4 separate regions of the Mus musculus genome follow, and all the other regions are linked to region 1. A link is a contact called in public HiCAR-type and promoter capture Hi-C data. All regions are on one chromosome and are shown on one strand. The core of a region is the stretch at or near the end of the contact, and the rest is flanking DNA. Distances in the headings are between cores, read along the strand shown. Region 1 holds the start of Vps13d (vacuolar protein sorting 13D). Region 2 holds the start of Plod1 (procollagen-lysine, 2-oxoglutarate 5-dioxygenase 1). Region 3 holds the start of Mfn2 (mitofusin 2). Region 4 holds the start of Zfp933 (zinc finger protein 933).

Region 1 (4,467 bases), core at 1,063-3,562:
CAGCCTGGTCTACACAGCAGTTCCAGAACAGCCAGGGGCTATATACCCTGTCTCAAAACAAAAGTTTAGCTGGGTTCTCAGATCACTGGTCTAATGGACTCCAGTAAGGACTCTAAGCTGTAAATCTTGCTCCTAGGCCATCAAGTTGGTCACCAGCCACCACACCAGCCATTCCAGATTTCCTGTGGCATGTGTCCCACTTGGAACCAGACTATTTTCAGGATCATTTCCAAGGACTTTGCCCCATGACTAGTGATTTATCTTACTGCCAGGAGATACACTCACCCCAAGGAAAAAGCTAACAACATAAGACAGACCCAAAACAAAAGCTCCCCTAAAAGTTGACCCAGCCTCAAAGGAAGGCAGATATTTACTTGTCTATGCAAGACATAATTATAATCAGGGACAGTTAAAAAAAAATCAATTAACTCTTCAGGGTGATGATCTACACCTTTAATTCCAGCACAAGGGAAGAAGAGGTAGGCAATCTCTGAATGGAAGGACGATCATCTCATTTACATAGGGGTTCCAGGCCAGCCAGAGCTACAAATTGAGACCCTGTCTCAATAACAATATTAATTTTGCAGAAAATGCACTTTATTGTCTTATTTCTTTCAAAAGAATTGGGGGGGGTAGGTTATGCTCCAGATATAAAGCCAAGAATCTGGGGAGGGGGACTCCTCGGCATTTGCTTTCAAGGTCACAAAAACAATTTTTAAAAATTTTTAATCAAAAATGCTTCACAGTGTAAATAAACGTTTCTCTATTGTCATTTCAACAAGGTAAATCTATTAAAAACACAATGTGAAGCTGACTACCTTGTTTTATTATGTGAGCCTCAAACAGTCCTGGGCACCAAGCCAAGGCTAAAGTAATCTTTATTTTTGTTATTGCCATTAATTTCAGCCCTAAAAGCCAACTCTCCCTAAAATGCCAACTCCAGATGTTTTCCCAGTAAAGAGAAACTACTGTCGGGCTAGCATGGTGTCTCAGAGGTGAAGGAAATCGCTACCAAGACTGAGTTTAAACCCCAGAACCCATATGGTTAAAAAGAGACTACAGACTCCCACAGGTGGTCTTCTGACAGCTGCCCTCCTCCAGCCCCCAATACACATAAAATAAGTGTAAAATAAATTTACTTTTCCAGGAAACTATTGTCGTTTTGTACCCATGCTCTGCCCCTTCCATACTTATTCTCGATGTAGAAGAACACAAAGTACACATTTAAAAGTACACATGAGCTGTTAGCGCCCTACAGATGTTCTTCTGCTCCGTGTGAGGCCCAAGCCAGAAAGCATCCATTAGCTCTACTAAGCATCTAGAGCAGGCTTGAGGCCACTTCAAGGATTCCCTTAAGGAATCTGGTTTCAGGGAGGTCCGCCAGGCTGGCCAGAATCCCAGAGTATTTATATGCTCATCAGGACTTCTAGGCAGCTGCCCGGTAATAACCCCCACCTGGCTTCCCCTATCTGGTGTGGCAGGTGACACTGAGGGATCTGGGTTCAACCCACAGCCTGGGCAGACAGCCGGACATGACCTTGAGCCAGGCCCCACCCGAGAAGAGGCCAGACCGGGGAATAGGAAGCACTGGCATTTGGACCTGGAGAATCCCTGTGCCAGGCAGCTAGGGCTGAGTGCTGAGGGATTCCAGGAGCTCTGCCACAAGGGGACAACTCCAAGTGTGTGTCAGGCCGGGGGCTCCGCAGGAACGCGAAGCTTCCCTGGCCTTTCCATATCTCCGGTCTGCTGTCAGAACCCCAAGCCTGGCAGCAACAGGGGACAGAGCCACCAAGCCTAGAGAAGATGGCTCTCTAGGGGTAAGAGAGGCGAAGAGTGTCCCCTACAAGAAGGAAAAGTTGGGAAGAGAGGGACCCTGGGGACAAACCTAATGTCCCCACCCAGAGGTGACCCCAGAGGGGATGGAGGCACTGAGGGAAGGGACGCCGCCCCACTAGGGGTGTGCTGAAGAGACACTCGCACGTTGGAATCAAGCCTCGGGAGACGTGACACCCAAAATCCAGTGGTGTCTCCAGGCTGCAGAGACCGGTGCCCCGAGCCCGGGCCTGAAGTGCCAGCGACTCTCGGGCTCCGGGGTCCCCGCGAGGGCGCCCGGGCTCCGGGAGAGGCCGGCTGCCGCGGACCCCGAGTCGGGCCGTCGGAGCACAGCCAGGTCGATCGCGTGGCCGCTTTCCTTGAGGTCCTCCGCCTTGACCGCCGCCCCCCTACCTGTCGCTGTAGCTGTAGCTACCGCTGTCGCTGTCGCTGCCGCCCAAGCCCGGTTCTGCGAGGTGCTTCCTCTCCGCCACTCCTCAATGGCGGTGACTAGAGCGCTAGACTCGACCAATCGAGTGGCTACGTACCTGGGCCTGGCCAGCAGAGCACCGAGCCGTCGATGGGGCGCCCCCTAGCGTCCGCAGCCGTTCCTGTAAGGGCGGCGGGTGCCTCCCAGTATGCTGGGGGCTTAATGAGCAACAGCTCAATCAGCCCCGTTTTACAAATGGGTAAACTGAGAGCCGGGACAGTGTAGGAATATAAATCATCCTAGTTCAAACATTATCGTGCCTCCAAAACCGCCCTGCTTTCCATCTGCCTTTTTATCCCACCACCAATAATGACCCCTTGACTGCCACTGAAGTCTGTAATTCAAACCATGCCTTTAGCCCTGCTTAAACCACTCCCCCCACTACACTTGTATTAAAATTCATCTCCTGGGCTGTCAAGATAGCTCAGCTGGAACAGGACCTTGCAACCAAGCCAGATGACCAATTCCCAGCACCCATGTGGTGGAAGGAGCGAACTGATTCACCCAAAGTGTCCTCTGACCTACAGGTGTGCCTGCCCACATATACACACAAAATGAATAAATGCAAATTTTAATTAAAAAAATACCTCCTTCTGAGCATTCAGGAAAGTTAATAGTTGGAAGGCAGCTTGGGCTACATAGTGGGTTCATCCATATCCTGTCTCAAACCCCATCCTCTCGCTTTTCCACCCCCAAAATACACACACAATACTTCTTGAAGGCAGGAACCACTATATAAAGCCAGGCATGGTGGCACACACTTGTAAGCATACACACTGAGCCCAGGGCTCAGGAGGTAGAGAGAGAAAGGAAGATGAGGTGTCTAAGGTCATTCTCAAGATACGTAATGAATTGGGGGCCAATCTGGGCTACTTGAGACTGTCTCAAAAATAAAACAAGTAAAAAATAAAAACCCTCTGTACTGTGCCACACTAAAATTTGTCTGGTCTTATTCCCTTTCTATGGCTTTCTCTGGTTCACTTGACTCACAAAATGCTTCAGTTCCTGCCTCCAGTCCTTTGCATCCGTCATTCTCTCTGCTTAGCATGCTGTTCTCCTAGATCAGTGCGGTCCTACAGAAGTATAATGCCAGCCCCAAATAGACTCATTTGTTACTTGCTATATCAAAAGAGATGAGCCAGTCGGGCGTGGTGGCACACGCCTTTAATCCCAGCACTTGGGAGGCAGAGGCAGGTGGATTTCTGAGTTCAAGGCCAGCCTGGTCTACAAAGTGAGTTCCAGGACAGCCAGGGCTATACAGAGAAACCCTGTCTCGAAAACACAAAAAACAAACAAACAAACAAACAAACAAACAAACAAAAAAAAGAGATGAGCCTGGAAGGTATAGCTCAGTAGTAGAGTCCATGTGTGATGCTGGATTAAGTCCCTAGGACCAATGACAATAAGGTGGGGGGAGAGATAAAGGGAAAATTGCTTAGTAATTTAGTCACTCTGATGAACCAAAATACTCTGATCACAACATATAACCAACAGCAAACAAACCTTGTTTGTGCTGATTTCTGAGATCGAGTCTCTGCATATAGCTCGGGTGGGCCTCAAACTCAAGATCATCCTCCTGCCTCAGCCTCCTGATCTGTGCCTGATTTGTGCCATCGCACCCGGCAGAAGGATGGTTAGGAAGATATATTAGTGCTGTTTTACTGAAGGTTTTTGAAATCCAGGAATATTTTATACTGTGTTATCCCTAGGACAAACCAGAGACTTTGAGTACTGGGTGAGCAATTGGAAGTGACTAGCTGCACTCTGAATGGCCACGGGGCGGAGCTAACTGCTCCTTTCTCTGCACTTCCCACTTCATAGGACATTTACCCCATCCCCCATGAAATTCTCTCATCCATTATTCTGTTGTGCTTTTCTCTTTACAAACTTGTTTTTTACTTTTAATCCTATATAATCACACACACATGCATGCAAATGATCTTCATATTGCATTCATTCATATTCTTGATGTTTGTTTGGCTGTCTAGGCTGGCCTGAAGCACCCTATGGAGCTAAAACTGGTCTGGAACTCCTGGCCCTTCTGACTCCGCCTCTGAAGGGCTGGAATTGCCATGTGAACCATTAGGACCATCTCTTCACAGGGCTTAACGATATTTGAAATGATCTGTGTGTTTGTCTATTCCTGCATTATCTTTCCTAACCCT
Region 2 (4,467 bases), core at 1,215-3,714, 2.7 Mb after region 1:
AAGCTGTCCCCGTAGCAAGTGCCAGAGGCAAAGCAGGAATTGGCAGGATACAGTAGGGTAGGTTCAGGGGCTTGGGCAGGAGCAGATGATGCTATAAACAGCTGTGGAGGAGTACCCGCCCCACTTGACCCTAGGAGTCCAGAGAAGAAAGATGCAGCACACATGAGAGGAAGAGCTCCCACCAACTCTTGTCTGAAAAGTTAAAGTCTCCCTGAAGCTGAGGAGAACCAATCTAGTCACCCGTTCTGAGGCCCTCATGCCAAAAGGGGGCAGGAAGAATATCATAGGCCAGAAAGTGCCTTGGCTGTCCAGGAATTCACTCTGTAGACCAGGCTAGCATCAAACTCATAGAGATGCCCCTGCCCCTGCCCCTGCTTCCCGAGTTCTGGGGTCAAAGGTGCGCATCCACCACCACACCCAGCCACGTTCATACCCCTGATCCACTACAGCACCCAGCATGGTAGAACAGCTGACTGGAGATAGAATCCAGAACCACTGGGGCTTCTCCAGTCTCCACCCATGCAGGTACCCTCTCCAGTCCACCATCAAGCCCATCAGAGCTCTGGGCCACCCACAAAGTATCAACAGGAGGTATGGGTTCCACCAGGATAGCACCCCCACCCTACCCCCTCGCCCCACCCCCACCCAACCTCAACAGCCACCAGGGCCACATGGGCCTGGCCACCTGAAAGCTCAGCCTTCCCCTCCTGCTGCCCAAAGTCCAGTAATGATGTCCCCAGATGGACAAACTATGACCCCAGTCAGCAGAGATGAAAGAGGCATGGTGGAAGAGCAGAGTGTTACGAACAGTTGGCTCAGCAAGGAATTTAGCCTTCCTGAACTCCACCATAGGAACCATGGATGAAGGAGCCCCCTTTCAGAGATTAATGTGAAGACCCAAATGAGTGTCTGAAGTGTGGAACACAGTGTCTGCCGGTGACGCCTCCATTCTTGGCACAGAGCGGGAGCTGAGTTCTGGGCTTCCTAGAGGGCAACTGAGGCTCTTGGAACTGGGATGGTCTGGAGTATCCGAGCACGCATCAGCAGAAGCAGGAGAAAGTGAAATGGAGAAAAAATGGCTGCCACTGGGCTCCAGGTTCCTGCCACTAGGTGGGCCTTTGCACACATTACCAACTCTGTAGTCGGGACTTATCAGAGTCTCTTATCTATCTTCCTTTGATGCTAGATTAGACCCTACCAAAACAAACAAACAAACAAAAAAACCCCAAAACAACAACAACAACAAACCTAGCTGCTCTGAGCTTGGAGAGAAAATGCCCAGAGCCTTGACTTTAAGGGGACTCAGGGGCTGGTCTTATTTGAGGAATCTCTTGTGATCTCTAGAAATGAGGTCTTGCCACTCTGTGTTGGAGTCTAAAATACCAAGCTTCTCAAAAACTGTGCATCACCAACGCGAAAGGCGTGTGACCCTATGTATAACTGAGCACAGATGGAAGACGGAGCAGGCATGCAAAAACCTGTGGCTCCCAGCACATGGGTTTCAAAGCCAGGTTCTTTTCCTTTCCTTTTTTTTTTTTTTTTTTTTTTCTTCCTTTCTTTCCTTTTTGGTCAGGGTCTCATGTAGTCTAGACTGACTTTAACCCTTCGTGTAGTTGAGGATGACCTTGGACTTCTGATAACCCTGCTTCAACCTCCCTGAGTACTGGGGTTATAAGCATGCACAACTATGTTTAGTTTATGCAGCGCTGGGGACCAAACCCTGGGCTGCATGCGAGCTAGGCAAGTGCTCTTACCAACAGGGCTCACCCACCGGAGCCCTCCACATTCCTACCACCCACCATGTTCAGGCCAACTCCCATGTCTCCAGCAACATGGGTGGAAGAAAACAGGATGCCCTGGAGAATGCGGCTGATTTGGAGCCTCAGTTTGTAAAGCTGGAAAACGGGGTTAACATAAGAAAACACTTCCAGCAAACGTATTTAACTGGTGCTTAACTAGTGAGGCCAGGCTGCAGCAGATCGTGTACGATAAACGGGAGTCTTGCTACTTATTATGGGAATTGTGATCATGGACTCCTCTGAGCGCCAAATGAGGGTAGGGGGCGCGCAAGGGGAGAGTGTACTTCGGCTGTCCCCTCCTCTGCCCGCAGCACAAACCTAGGAATCCCGACCCCATGAGAGGAAGTGATCTACCGGAGTCACCCGCGGGCAAGTGGACAGATGACCGCAACCCAGCTCCCCGGCTCCCCCCCTTCCAGCCCAGGTCGCCTGGACACCCCGGTCCTCGGCGAGACAGACGGCCAGGCACAGCTCCGCCGCCGCGTCCTCACCCTCTAGCTTGGCGTCATCCTTCGCCTGGACCAGAAGAAGCCAGGCCAACGGGGCCAGGAGCAGCAGGGACCGCATAGCGGAGTCTCGGGAACAACCCGCCGGCACTGAGACAGAAGCTGAACTGGAAACTTCGCGACGGGGCCGGCGGGCGCTGCCACGCACTGAGCCCGCCCCGGGGGCGGTGCCGCGCACGCCTCCGCCCGCCTCGGGGAAGGGTTTTCCTGCTTAGGCTTCTAGGTCCTCCAGACTTGGGGCAGGTCGTTGTGCCCCCTGGGTCCCGATGCCGGACCGTCCATGCTCTCCCTCCCCCGCTTCTCTCCAAGTGGGCGAGGAGGGCGAGGCCTTGATGTCTAGAAGAGGAGACTTAATATCATCTGCACCGCGATGGTGGGAATATATATATAAAGTCTAGCCCCAGCTCCCAAAAGAGAATCACTTAATTCAACTTTCCGCTCCCTGGAAGGAAATCAGAAAGTAGTCAAGGAAATTGCAGCGGTTAATTATGGGATGGATGTGTGTGTGTGTGGTGATGGTGGGGGGGGGGTATTAGATGGATGGATAAGTGGGTGTGTAAGTGGGTGAGTGAGTGGATGGTTGGATGGCGGTATAGGTGGATGGATGGGTAAGTGGCTGGCTGGCTGGATAGATGGATGATGGGGGGCCAGATGGATGGATGGGTGAGTGAGTGGATGGATGAATGAGGGCTAAGTGGATGGAGTGAAAATTTTCAGTGCCATTCACAGACAAAGTAAAAGAAGGTCAAAAGTTTCTGGAGCAAGGGTTCCTGGTCCAGATGTGAGCCAAGCACATCTACATTTAGACAAAATCTGTCAAGCCGTAGAAGAGAGCTCAAACAGGGACCCTGGAATCTCAGTCCCACAGATTAGATCCTAGGGCAGGGTTCGGGAGGGCGGGGGAGGAGGGGCTTGACGAAATCAGGGAGTTAGGGAGATTTGGTCTTTCACAAAGGAAACAGGCATCTACAGGATGCTAAGTGGGAAAGGTTTTCTCTTCAGTATGACTCATTGTTAAAGATAGATCCTCTGCCTAGCAGATAGGTCAAAACAAGGTTGGGTGGGGTAGGGTGGGGTCTGCCCAAATCCTAGCACTCAGGAGGTAGAAGAGCTCCATTGTCCAAAGCCAGCCTGAGCTGCACAGCCAGACTCAGTCAGAGAAGGGAGGAAGAAGGTGTCAAAGCGAGCTGGAATCCCAGCACTCAGGAGGCATAGCAGGATCAGGAGTTCAAGACATGCTCAGCCGTAGAGCTAGTGACCATATAGCTTGAGGCTAGTGTGGACTGTGTGAGACCTCAACAACACACACCCACCCCCAACACAGGAAACTTACAGACCAATGTTTGCAATGATTATTTCCAAGTTGTGGAATAAACATGTTCATAACTTATGCAGCGTTTCTAGGTCATATTATTGGGAATCGTTCTTCTTTTCTTGTTTCTCTTTTTCTTGAGAAAGATGTACAATACTTGTACAATTGAAGAACCACGTGTCCTTTCTGGGAAATAAGAACAGGCTGGAAAAATGGGCGTCCACCTCATTGTGCAGAGGTCAACTCACACTCTCACAGATGGTAGAAGAGAGGCCCAGGGCTATCCAGCAGCAAGCTCAAAGTCACAAGACCAACCAGAGGAAGCGACCTCAGCAGAATCTAGAACATTTGCTTCCTAGCAGGGACTTAGAGCCAGGAGCTGCTGCAGCTGGAGACAGGACTTGGCGCCAAGCATCCACCAGCATCCGCCGGGTGTTTTAGACCCAGAAGGTTGAGGACTGAGATCTCCAAACCCTTGGAGGAGGAAGTACAAGTGTAAATGGGGGAAGAACCAGCCAGCCTTGTTGGCTGGCTCGATTTTCAAAGCTCTTCCTCCAAGCTCACAACTGCCTTTCTCGTAAAGCTGTCACTTCTGTTTGCAAAACAAGAAACTAAGGCTCGAAGCAGTATCATCTGCCTGGCATCACACACCTGATGTGGGACCACAGTAAGGAAGCATCAGCCAGCTCCCAGCTAGAACTGCCTACAGCGATATACGCCAGATAGAAAACATTCCTGGGCAGTCATCAGAGTACAAATTAAAAGAGGGATCAGTTTTATAAACTGCCTGACCTTTCAAGAGGAAGAATTCACTCTTGTGAAGCCTGGCCTTACTCTTTTGGAACCTGTT
Region 3 (4,467 bases), core at 1,449-3,948, 2.7 Mb after region 1:
TGGAGGCAGGAGAGTCACTAGTTCAAGGCTGGGTTGCTGCTACCACATCCAACAACCTAAATCCAGTTCTCTGAAACCACATGGTAGAGAGAACAAATTCCCACAAGTTGTGTGACCTCCACATGTGCACTGTGACACACGCACGCACGCACGCACACACAAAATAAATCTGGAAAAAAAAACAAAAAACAAGAAAACAGAGCTTAAGGCCATCCTCAGTTAACCAGGGAGTTCAAGGCCAGCAGGGGTTTCATGTGACCCTGCCTGTCTCAAAAGAGAGGGAACAAGGACTGAGAAGAGACTTCTAACAGGCTTTAAAATTCTAAGGATCAGCCCAGCAGTGGCGGTGCATGCCTTTAATCCCAGTGCGTGAGAGGCAGAAGCAATCAAATCTCTGAGTTCAACCCAGTGAGTTCCAAGACAGCCAGGGATATAGAGAAACCCTGTCTGAAAAAGCCAAAAAATAAAGAGATAAAATTCTAAGGGTCGCAGTTTAGGGAAGTTGCAGGAACACCATAACAGCATTATAAACTTAAGATCAGAAACAAACACAACCCTGAACAAAGACCCAGTACAGCCCTCGAAGCCCATCAGGAGCTTTGCGTTGACCCAGGCTATTAGTGGAGGAGTATTAGGTGTTTGCACAGCAGTAGCAAAAATCAGTGCAAGGTGCCTGGATCTCAGGTGTGGCTCCCTGAATCCACACCACCTCCTTACCCAGTTTATATGCAGCAACTCCTAGCAGAGAAAACAAAACGGGTCCAGAGATCGTCTGTTGTACAACTGGAACAGAGGAGAAGCTGAGAAATTGAAACGAAAGAGTACAGAGGGTAAAGGGCACAGCAGACTCTTGGAGCCATGATAAGAATCCAACCCCTGCCAAGCAGAGACGGAAAGGAGCCAGCACAGGGACAAACAAACAAGGAGGAGAGGGACAGATCCTGGCCATGCTTTGAACTGTCAACCAGTGAAATCCCCGTGGAAGCAGAAAGGAGATACAGCAGCTCCTTCCGACACAAGTTGGAAGCCACGAGCTCTGTGCTCCAGGATCCACTCCGAGAGACTCGCCAGCCGAGAGCCAGCAGAACACACCCTTTTGCTCTTCATCTAGATCCATGGTGGCCAAACCACAGCTCTCACTTACTTTCTAGCTGGTAAGAGACCTTCACAGGTTGGGCATCGTGGACATGGCTGGAGTCAGAAAGATGAAAAGGACTCGAGGTCTCCTCTGTGCTGATTCAGGTCCAGGTTGGCCCCTGATGGTGTTGACTCCACCTGTCCAAGCTTCTGGAAAGGAAAAAGGCAGAGGTCACTGGGCCACCAGGAAAGAAAATGCAAAATATGTTTAATCAGGTGTTAAAGCCAAACTAACTCATCCCTGAGGGAAGCTTACTCATTGCGGTGTTGAGGAAGCAGGTGAGGAAGTGTGTGTGTGGAGGGGGAGGAGACAATAACAATGACAATGAGACAAACACATTAGCCGTGTGCTAATATATTAAGCCATGTGCTAATGCAAGGCACCAAAGAGGTCCTCGCTAAGACACAGCCAGAGAGAGAAGGGAGCTGAATCAGGCCAAGGCCTGGCCTTCAGGACTGGGGAACTGCCAACTAGAAGTGGAAGGGGAGTGGAGAGGAGAGGAAGAAAAATAGACCTGACAAAGGCCAGAGTATCCCTGCTACTGTAAAGTCTCTCCTTCCATTCTCAAGTCTATGGAGCAAACTTGGTCTCTACAGTACTAGGAAGATGTATAGAGCCAAGCAGCCAAGCTAGACACCAAACTACACTAGCTGTGACTCCAAAGCTCACTTGTGTTTTCCTACCTAAGACAAAAAGGGGACAATCAAGAGTCCTTTTCTGACGAAGGGAGAGATGATTGGCAAAGCTAGAAAACAGGATAGAAAAGTACTACAAGAGATGGAGGCCAGTAGTGTTGCCTTTCTCCTTCCAAACAGCTATCTTTTTCAGTATTCACTGTGGCCTTTCAATGTGTTAGGTGCTAGGGTCAGGGACGGATTAAGAATAGCTCCAACCCTCAGAGTCTTAACGGTGCAATGAAAAGGCATATAAGTAAAAAGACTTCCACCGTAAGTGGGGTACAGTGAACCGGGTGCTGAAAAAAAAAAAATGCTGGCAAAAAAAGAAAAGTACTGGATGAAAACCGGGAATGGGTCAGGGACCTTGAATGGAGATCACAGGGCTGAGACATCAGGGTGTGGGGAGCTGCGAGGAGGAGCCCACCTCCCAGCCTTCAGTCCGGTGGCCCGCCCCCTCCTCAGAGCCGAGCAGGGCTTGACGGCGAGGCCGCAGCAGGGGAAACGCCCGTGTGACCCGAGCCTGAGCCCGAGGCCCAGAGGCCCCAGAGGCCCAGCGTCCTAAGCCGGGTGGCTCAGGACTCTCCCGGCCCGGGCCTGCCGGTTCCACCACCCCGGCGCGCTCGCCCTCTCACCTTCACCTTCCCGGCCTCGCGGCGGCCATCACACCCAACACGTCACTAGCCGGCGCCACACCGAGAGAAGCGGGAGGGGAGGGGGCTGCGCTCGTCACTCGCCCCGCTGCAGCCCGGACGAGCCGATGGCCTCTGAACGCTGTCACCTCAACCTTACCACTCCTATACCACAGTGTCTAGGAACTCCGCGCTCCAAAAGGAGCCCCCGCGTGCCTGGTAACCGTCCCGTGTCTCGTGCAGATGACGTAAGCTGTAGGGTGGGGCTCCCAGCGCGTCATGGGAGTTGTAGTTTGGATCAGCGTCCGTCAGGGTGGGGTAGGGCGGAGCCTCGAGCTGTCAAGCAGGGGTTGGAGGGGTGGGAGAACGGGACGGGGGTTGGGGGAGGGGAGAGGGTGGACGGCGGGGAGGGGAGCGGGCAGGACACGACAAGGGTACCGATTAGAGGTTTGCGTGCGCCTTTTTTGTTGTTGCGCCTTTTTTGTTGTTGCTGCTCCAGAATTTGACCCTGTATAACACCTGTCAGTTTTGAAATCCAGACTCGCATTTCATAATCCGAGTGTCTTCAAAGGGAACAAACAGACCGTTAGGGTGAAGTAATTGTCCTTCAGTTGCCTTTGAGGCAACTAAACAGCAGCCACAACGCATCAGGCAGCTACTAGGTGACAGTCATTGCACTGGCTATCTAACATGCAGTTTTTAATTTTCACTCAGTCCCAGGACATTCAGGACATGATTATCCAACCTCACATGCCATTCACTGGCCCCTCATTTTGTTCCAAGAACTGGGATACTGCATTGGACCCCAAGCTGGGAGGGCTCCAAGCCTGGGCTCTGTAGTAACACCCACCAGCCACTTGTAGCTACTGAGACCCTGAAATGCAGCTGCTACAAACTGAGAAATGCCCCAATGTTTAATATAAAAAGAAATGCAAACTACCTTATTAGTAATTTTATATTGATGTGTTGTTATAGCTTTGGATAAACTGGGCTAAATGAAATACATTATCTTAATTAAATCGCCCCCCCCACCCCGTTTCTTCTTACTTCTAAAAGTAGAGCTAATAGTGGCGGTCACAAAAAAGGCTCAGTAGGTATAAATGGCTGCTACCAAGCCTGACAGCTTGAGTTCCATCTCCAGGAACCCACACGGTGGAAGGAAAGAACCTGCTCATAAAATGTTGTCCTCTAACCTCCGTACAAGAGCCAGGGCACGTGTACATCAACCACACACGATAAATGAATATGGTTGGGGCCTAGAGAGATGGCTTTTACAGAGGACCCAACACCTACATGTTAGCTCACATCGGTAACTACAATTCAGGGGATCCAGTGTCCTCTCTGTCTTCCAGGGGGAACCAGGCACACTTCTGATACACTTCCATACATGCAGGCAGCATCCCATACACATTAAATAAAAACAACAAGCCAAGTATTTAAAAGCAGATAATATGGCTAGCTGAATATTTTAACTGTGTCTGTGGCCCATGCGACCTTGCTTTTGTTTGTTTGGGGGCAGGCTTCCCACTATGTAGCCCAAACCAGCCTTGAATTGATGATCTTTTTACTCTGCCTCCCAAGGGCTAGGACTGTAGTCATCTCACTGACACACCTAGCTGCCATGTTATGCTTTCTACCGATTGGCACTGCCCTATAGCCAGGGTACAGTCATGCCACAAACAGCCTCAGAGGTAAATCAGCACGCCGGTTACGAGTCTCCAGAGAGGTGAGTCATGGGAGCTGGCCTGTAGTCACTGCCCATAGGGCAGCTTCTTGTCTGGAACATCTGACTCTGAACTGGAGAGACACACCCAGCACTTGCCTTGGGGTATAGTGTGCGCTAAGTATCTCCTCCTCCATCATCTCCAGCCTCCCCAGGGAATTCTTTGAGTACAAAACTGAAGACTGTTTCCTTTCCCTTTGGCAGAATCTTACTCAAGCCAGAGGCTTGGAGGAGCTTTCCCAAACTCTCTCCTGTCCATTCTGCCTCTGCTGTAGCCTCCCTGAAAGCTTTGGCCTAGGC
Region 4 (4,467 bases), core at 520-3,019, 2.7 Mb after region 1:
GCATCTTGTATACTACTTACAGGGGAAACACGGAAAGAAATGGGAGACTTCTATGAAGTCAGCAGAAACTATCATACAATGGGACAAACTCAGGAGGAGTCTATCAAATTCATGCTGGTCATAGGGAACACAGGATACATCAGGAACATTACTGAACAAGCCAACAGTGGACTTGGGACTAACAACCACAGCCCCACGTGGTGGCAAGAGTTGGGTTCTCAGGATCTGACACAACCTCTCCCCACAGGTCCTGGCTGCAGACCATTACCAGCTTTCCCAAGCATATATCCTTGCTTTAGAGAAGGAGCTCTGTATAAATGATTTTATTCACCTGAGGTAACTGTCTTCTCTGAGGCTTACTGACTCAGCCTATTTACCTAGCCTAGTCCTGAAGGTTTCTAGTCTCTGGACAATCCCAGCTTCAGAGATTTACTGCTGAATAAGCTCGCCTTTCCTAGATTTTCCTGAACTCTTGCTGGCTGGTCAACTCAGCTGTTCTGACTCAAAACTCCTCTCCACACTGACTAATTCAAAATCTTTCTCTCTCTCTCTCTCTCTCTCTCTCTCTCTCTCTCTCTCTCCCCACCCCCCCCCATCACATGGAAAGCCTTACTTGAAAAAAAAAAAAAAAAACAGCCCTCAACACTACAGAGTTGTTCCTTTGCAAGAAATTGACAACAGTGTAGTCTTGCTCATGTTGCAATCTCTCTCTCTCTCTCTCTCTCTCTCTCTCTCTCTCTCTCTCTCTCTCTCTCTCTCTCTCTCTCTTGCTCTCTTCTCACTTTCTCTTTTTCTCCTATTCTCTCTGTCCCCTGCCTGCTTTCTCTTTCTCTGCCTCCCTCTCTCACCATGGTAACTTCCTTGACCTCGGTCCTTGGGGCCAGTGAACAAGAGCGGCTTCCCAATAAACTGACATTTAATATAATCCAAGCTGGCTTGAACTGGCTCATTTGAGCAGCAGAGAACAAATAACTTATCAATGGGAATGGCCTAGCAGCTGGTTGTAAATCTGGTTTGTCTCCTTTGTTCTGCTCTTCAGCCATATTTCTGGACAATCCTAGTGAACAAAAATGTGTATCCTAGCATCCTATCTAACAGACATGGTTAGCATAGTACCCATCTGTAGGGTGTTTTAGATGGCATCCTCACTTATCTAAATTCTATGTGGTGTGACTTACCCTCTCCTAAGCACTGCAATTCCTTTACATCATAAATCCTATTCTTCTACATCACAGATTAACATTGTAGTGTTACCCAACACGTGAGACACCTTTTACAACCGCCACAAAATGAACTCCAAATGGACCTTACAACTAAACGTTAAATGCTAAAGGAAAAAAGTTGTAGAAGATACTGTGAGAAACCAGGTCTCTTCGAGTTTGGCATCTTGCCAAGGATGATCCTGCACACAAGTCCTTACTCCAAATGCTTGGCGCAGAAGCAGTCCGGATAGTGACGTTATTCAGAGCCCACTACCGGGTCCAGGGAATGACTAGAACTAAAACAGACCCCACAGGTGGCCACATCTGGCCTCCGCTTACCACCCAGTCCCGAGGAGAACCCACCACACCAGCTCCCCAGGTTCATCCGCCTGCTCCTCCCCGATATGGGCAGTGACCCTGTACTCACCATGTCGAGACTTAGGACCTTGCCTGAGCGTCCCTCAGACCACCCACTACTAACTTCCCCTTCTTCCTCCTGAAATCAAGGTGGAGAGCTTGCATCTGTAATTCTCAAAATTAACCTGGAAGCCTCCTCTGCCCCGGAACTACGTAAGTTCCTGGAATGCTGGGAATTGTAGTTCTTTGGAAATAACAAAGGCTCATGGGAAAGTACGGTGGTCTAGTTGAATATCTAAAAAGAAACCGCTGTAACACGTGACTGAGGCCGTTCGCGCTGGCAAATTCCGGGGGAATTTTACTGACCCAGGTCTGTCTCTTGGTCAGTATTTAATATTTAATAAATGCCTGCTTTAAATTTGGTTCAAAATTGTTGAGTTGGTCTATTTCCAGCAAAAATCAGGATTAGCGTACAGAGGTTCATAGGACGATAACTCTACCCCACAGTCTCTCTTCAATACGTACACTGGAGAGTGAGCTGAGCTGCCGAGGGCACTGAGTGCCCTAGCTCCAGATTTTTACATCTGGCAACCAAAGTAGAATCCTCACAGAAACAAGCAGTCTCTAGTAGAAGCTAAGATAAGCAGTTAGCCAGAGGGGGTTCCAGCACAAACAGGTTGAGATAAGTTAGCAAGGATATCCTGACCTTGGGTTCCTAGAAGTGGAGTTGAGTAATTTTCCTAGAATTCTTGATCAAGGAAATCAAATTCTAGTTAAACCTGAAATGGCCTCAGCGACAATACATGATGGAGGAGTGATGGGGTCTCTGTCCAGCATCAAGAACGAGAAATGAAGGCAGACATGGTTTAGCATAGGTAGAGGGATCGCTTGACCTTGAGGCCAACTTGATCTATAGAGAGAATTCTAGAACAGCCAGGACTGCAGAAAGGAACCTTGTAGTGCCAGCCTGTGGAAGAGTCAAGGCTTGGCCAAAGTGTGAATGACTTTACTGGCTTCCTGTGAAATCATGGTAGTCGCATGGAAGGTTGTACGCTGGACATTATAACTAGGAAATGTCTGCAATGGGGGAGATGTGGAGACCCTCCTCAGCTCTTCCTTCCTGTGCTCTAGCCTGTTCTAAACTCAAGATCGTCCCATAAAAGATAAGCCACTGAGTTCATCCTTGTTGAACATTCCCCAGGCTTTTTGCCTTTGCCTCTCTGTGAACACATGGAGGATGCATCTTCTTACCTTTTTAGGACTCAGAGTTCTGTCCATAGAGAGGAAGAAGGGCTGTGGGTGACCAGGGATTTCCCTGTGGCCAGCACCTGAGGGCTGAGGATGGCTTCCTAGGATGGCTGAAACTGCAATTGTCCCAGGAATCACAAGCTTGGAGAAGGAAAAAGGCTGCCATTCCTCGGGGCAGAAATTAGAATCGGAGAGTTCTGACTGGTCAGTCCTCCTTGCAGGAGAGACTGGGTTGGAAGTGATAGGCTAGTTTAGCAGCATATGATGGTACATGCCTTTAACTCCAGCACTATGAAACAGTGGTAGCAGATCACTCACTCAGGTTGAGGCCAGTCTGGTCCCCAGAACTAATTCTAGAACAACCTGGAACAAATTCTAGGGATACAAAGGGAAAGAAACCCTGGAGAGAGAGAGAGAGGGAGAGGGAGAGGAAGAGAGAGAGAGAGAGAGAGAGAGAGAATATGATGGGCCAGTGATAAACAGGACCACATTTGACAGAACTCACTTGACAGAGCTCACTTTCTACTTTAATGTTAAACCTCATGTCAAGACCCAGAAGATGGAGTAGGAGAGGGGGTGGGGGGGTGCCTCACTGCCCAGCTCAATATCTTTTTTGAAATACTCATTTTTATTTATATGCATACCTCCATGTAAATATATGGTGTGTGGATGTGTGTGTGTGTGTGTGTGTGTGTGTGTGTGTGTGGCCTCTGAGGCTACCTGGACTTACAGGCAATTGTGAACTGCCCAGTGGATGCACTGAGAACCAGATAGATTCAGGTCCTCCGGAAGAGCAAGAAGAGCTCTTTAACTGCTGGGCCATCTCTTCTGCCTCCTCACATCGATATCTTATCTGCAAAATGCCTTTTGCAACGTCTACTGTGTGTGCTATGGAGAAGAGAGATGAGCATGGCTTGAACTGTACCCCCCACATGTGTGTCCAAGGTCTAAACTCCCCAGCACATGGCTGTATCTGGAGGCCAAGCCTTTAGGAAGTAAGCAGGTTAAGATCAGGCCCTACTCAAATAAGGTTGCTATTCTATTAAACAAGAGACTTCAGCGAGGTCCAAGCATAACGAGATTATGAGGAAACCTGTGAGAGAGTGGCTATCTAGAAAAGAAGGAAGAGACCTTCAGAAGCCAGACCACCAGTGCTTGACATCAGCCCCCAGAACTAGGAGTGGTTAGATTTCTGTTGGGTAAACATAGCAGTCTCTGGTGTTGGGCCATAGCCCAGGCAGGCCAATGGAAGCTACTCCAGGCTCACTGTCCCTGGTCTGAACTGCTTGAGATTAGATCTACTTTAGATTTCAGAATTTTTTTAAAAAGTTTTTTCTTATTCACTTTACATCCTGCTCATTTCCCCCCTCCTGGTAACCCCCTCCCACAATTATTGCCCCCCTTCCCCTTCCCTCTGAGCAGATGGGGTCACCCTGGGTATGCCCCCAACCTTGGTACTTCAAATCTCTGCACTTCCACTCCCGCCAAGTCCAGGCAAGGCAGCCCTGCTCTGAGCAACAGCTTTTGGGATAGCCCCACCCCCAACCCCTGTCCTGTTCAGTTGTTCACAACCCACATGAAGGTCAAGCTGCATATCTGCTATATATGAGCATGGAGGCCTAGTTCCAACCCATGTATGTTCTTCAGTTGATGGTTCATT

The links. Promoter capture Hi-C pulls out the DNA fragments that hold promoters and counts their contacts. HiCAR-type assays count read pairs that join an accessible place to other places.
Region 2: a promoter capture Hi-C map of liver shows a contact between it and region 1, with 5 times the contacts expected there. The contact joins the promoter of Plod1 here to the promoter of Vps13d in region 1. A contact is called at or near these places in 3 of 39 promoter capture datasets (frontonasal cranial neural crest, hippocampal neurons and liver).
Region 3: a contact with region 1 is called in a promoter capture Hi-C map of hippocampal neurons, with 7 times the contacts expected there. The contact joins the promoter of Mfn2 here to the promoter of Vps13d in region 1. A contact is called at or near these places in 3 of 39 promoter capture datasets (cranial neural crest, hippocampal neurons and liver).
Region 4: a HiCAR-type map of astrocytes shows a contact between it and region 1, with 7 times the contacts expected there. The contact joins the promoter of Zfp933 here to the promoter of Vps13d in region 1. A contact is called at or near these places in 2 of 39 promoter capture datasets (hippocampal neurons and pre-B cells), 1 of 115 datasets of contacts at active chromatin or transcription factors (astrocytes) and 1 of 9 other capture datasets (adipose tissue).

The regions. Positions count from the first base shown.
Region 1 is chr4:145,192,693-145,197,159 of GRCm38.p6, forward strand. Vps13d (vacuolar protein sorting 13D) reads right to left here and starts at 2,313. Exons shown (of 70, transcript NM_001276465.1): 1 at 2,227-2,313.
Region 2 is chr4:147,934,312-147,938,778 of GRCm38.p6, forward strand. It overlaps Plod1 (procollagen-lysine, 2-oxoglutarate 5-dioxygenase 1), which reads right to left and starts at 2,465. Exons shown (of 19, transcript NM_011122.3): 1 at 2,291-2,465. The coding sequence starts at 2,366.
Region 3 is chr4:147,902,211-147,906,677 of GRCm38.p6, forward strand. It overlaps Mfn2 (mitofusin 2), which reads right to left and starts at 2,699. Exons shown (of 19, transcript NM_133201.3): 1 at 2,448-2,699; 2 at 1,145-1,287.
Region 4 is chr4:147,846,649-147,851,115 of GRCm38.p6, forward strand. It overlaps Zfp933 (zinc finger protein 933), which reads right to left and starts at 1,770. Exons shown (of 4, transcript NM_198619.3): 1 at 1,630-1,770. The coding sequence starts at 1,632.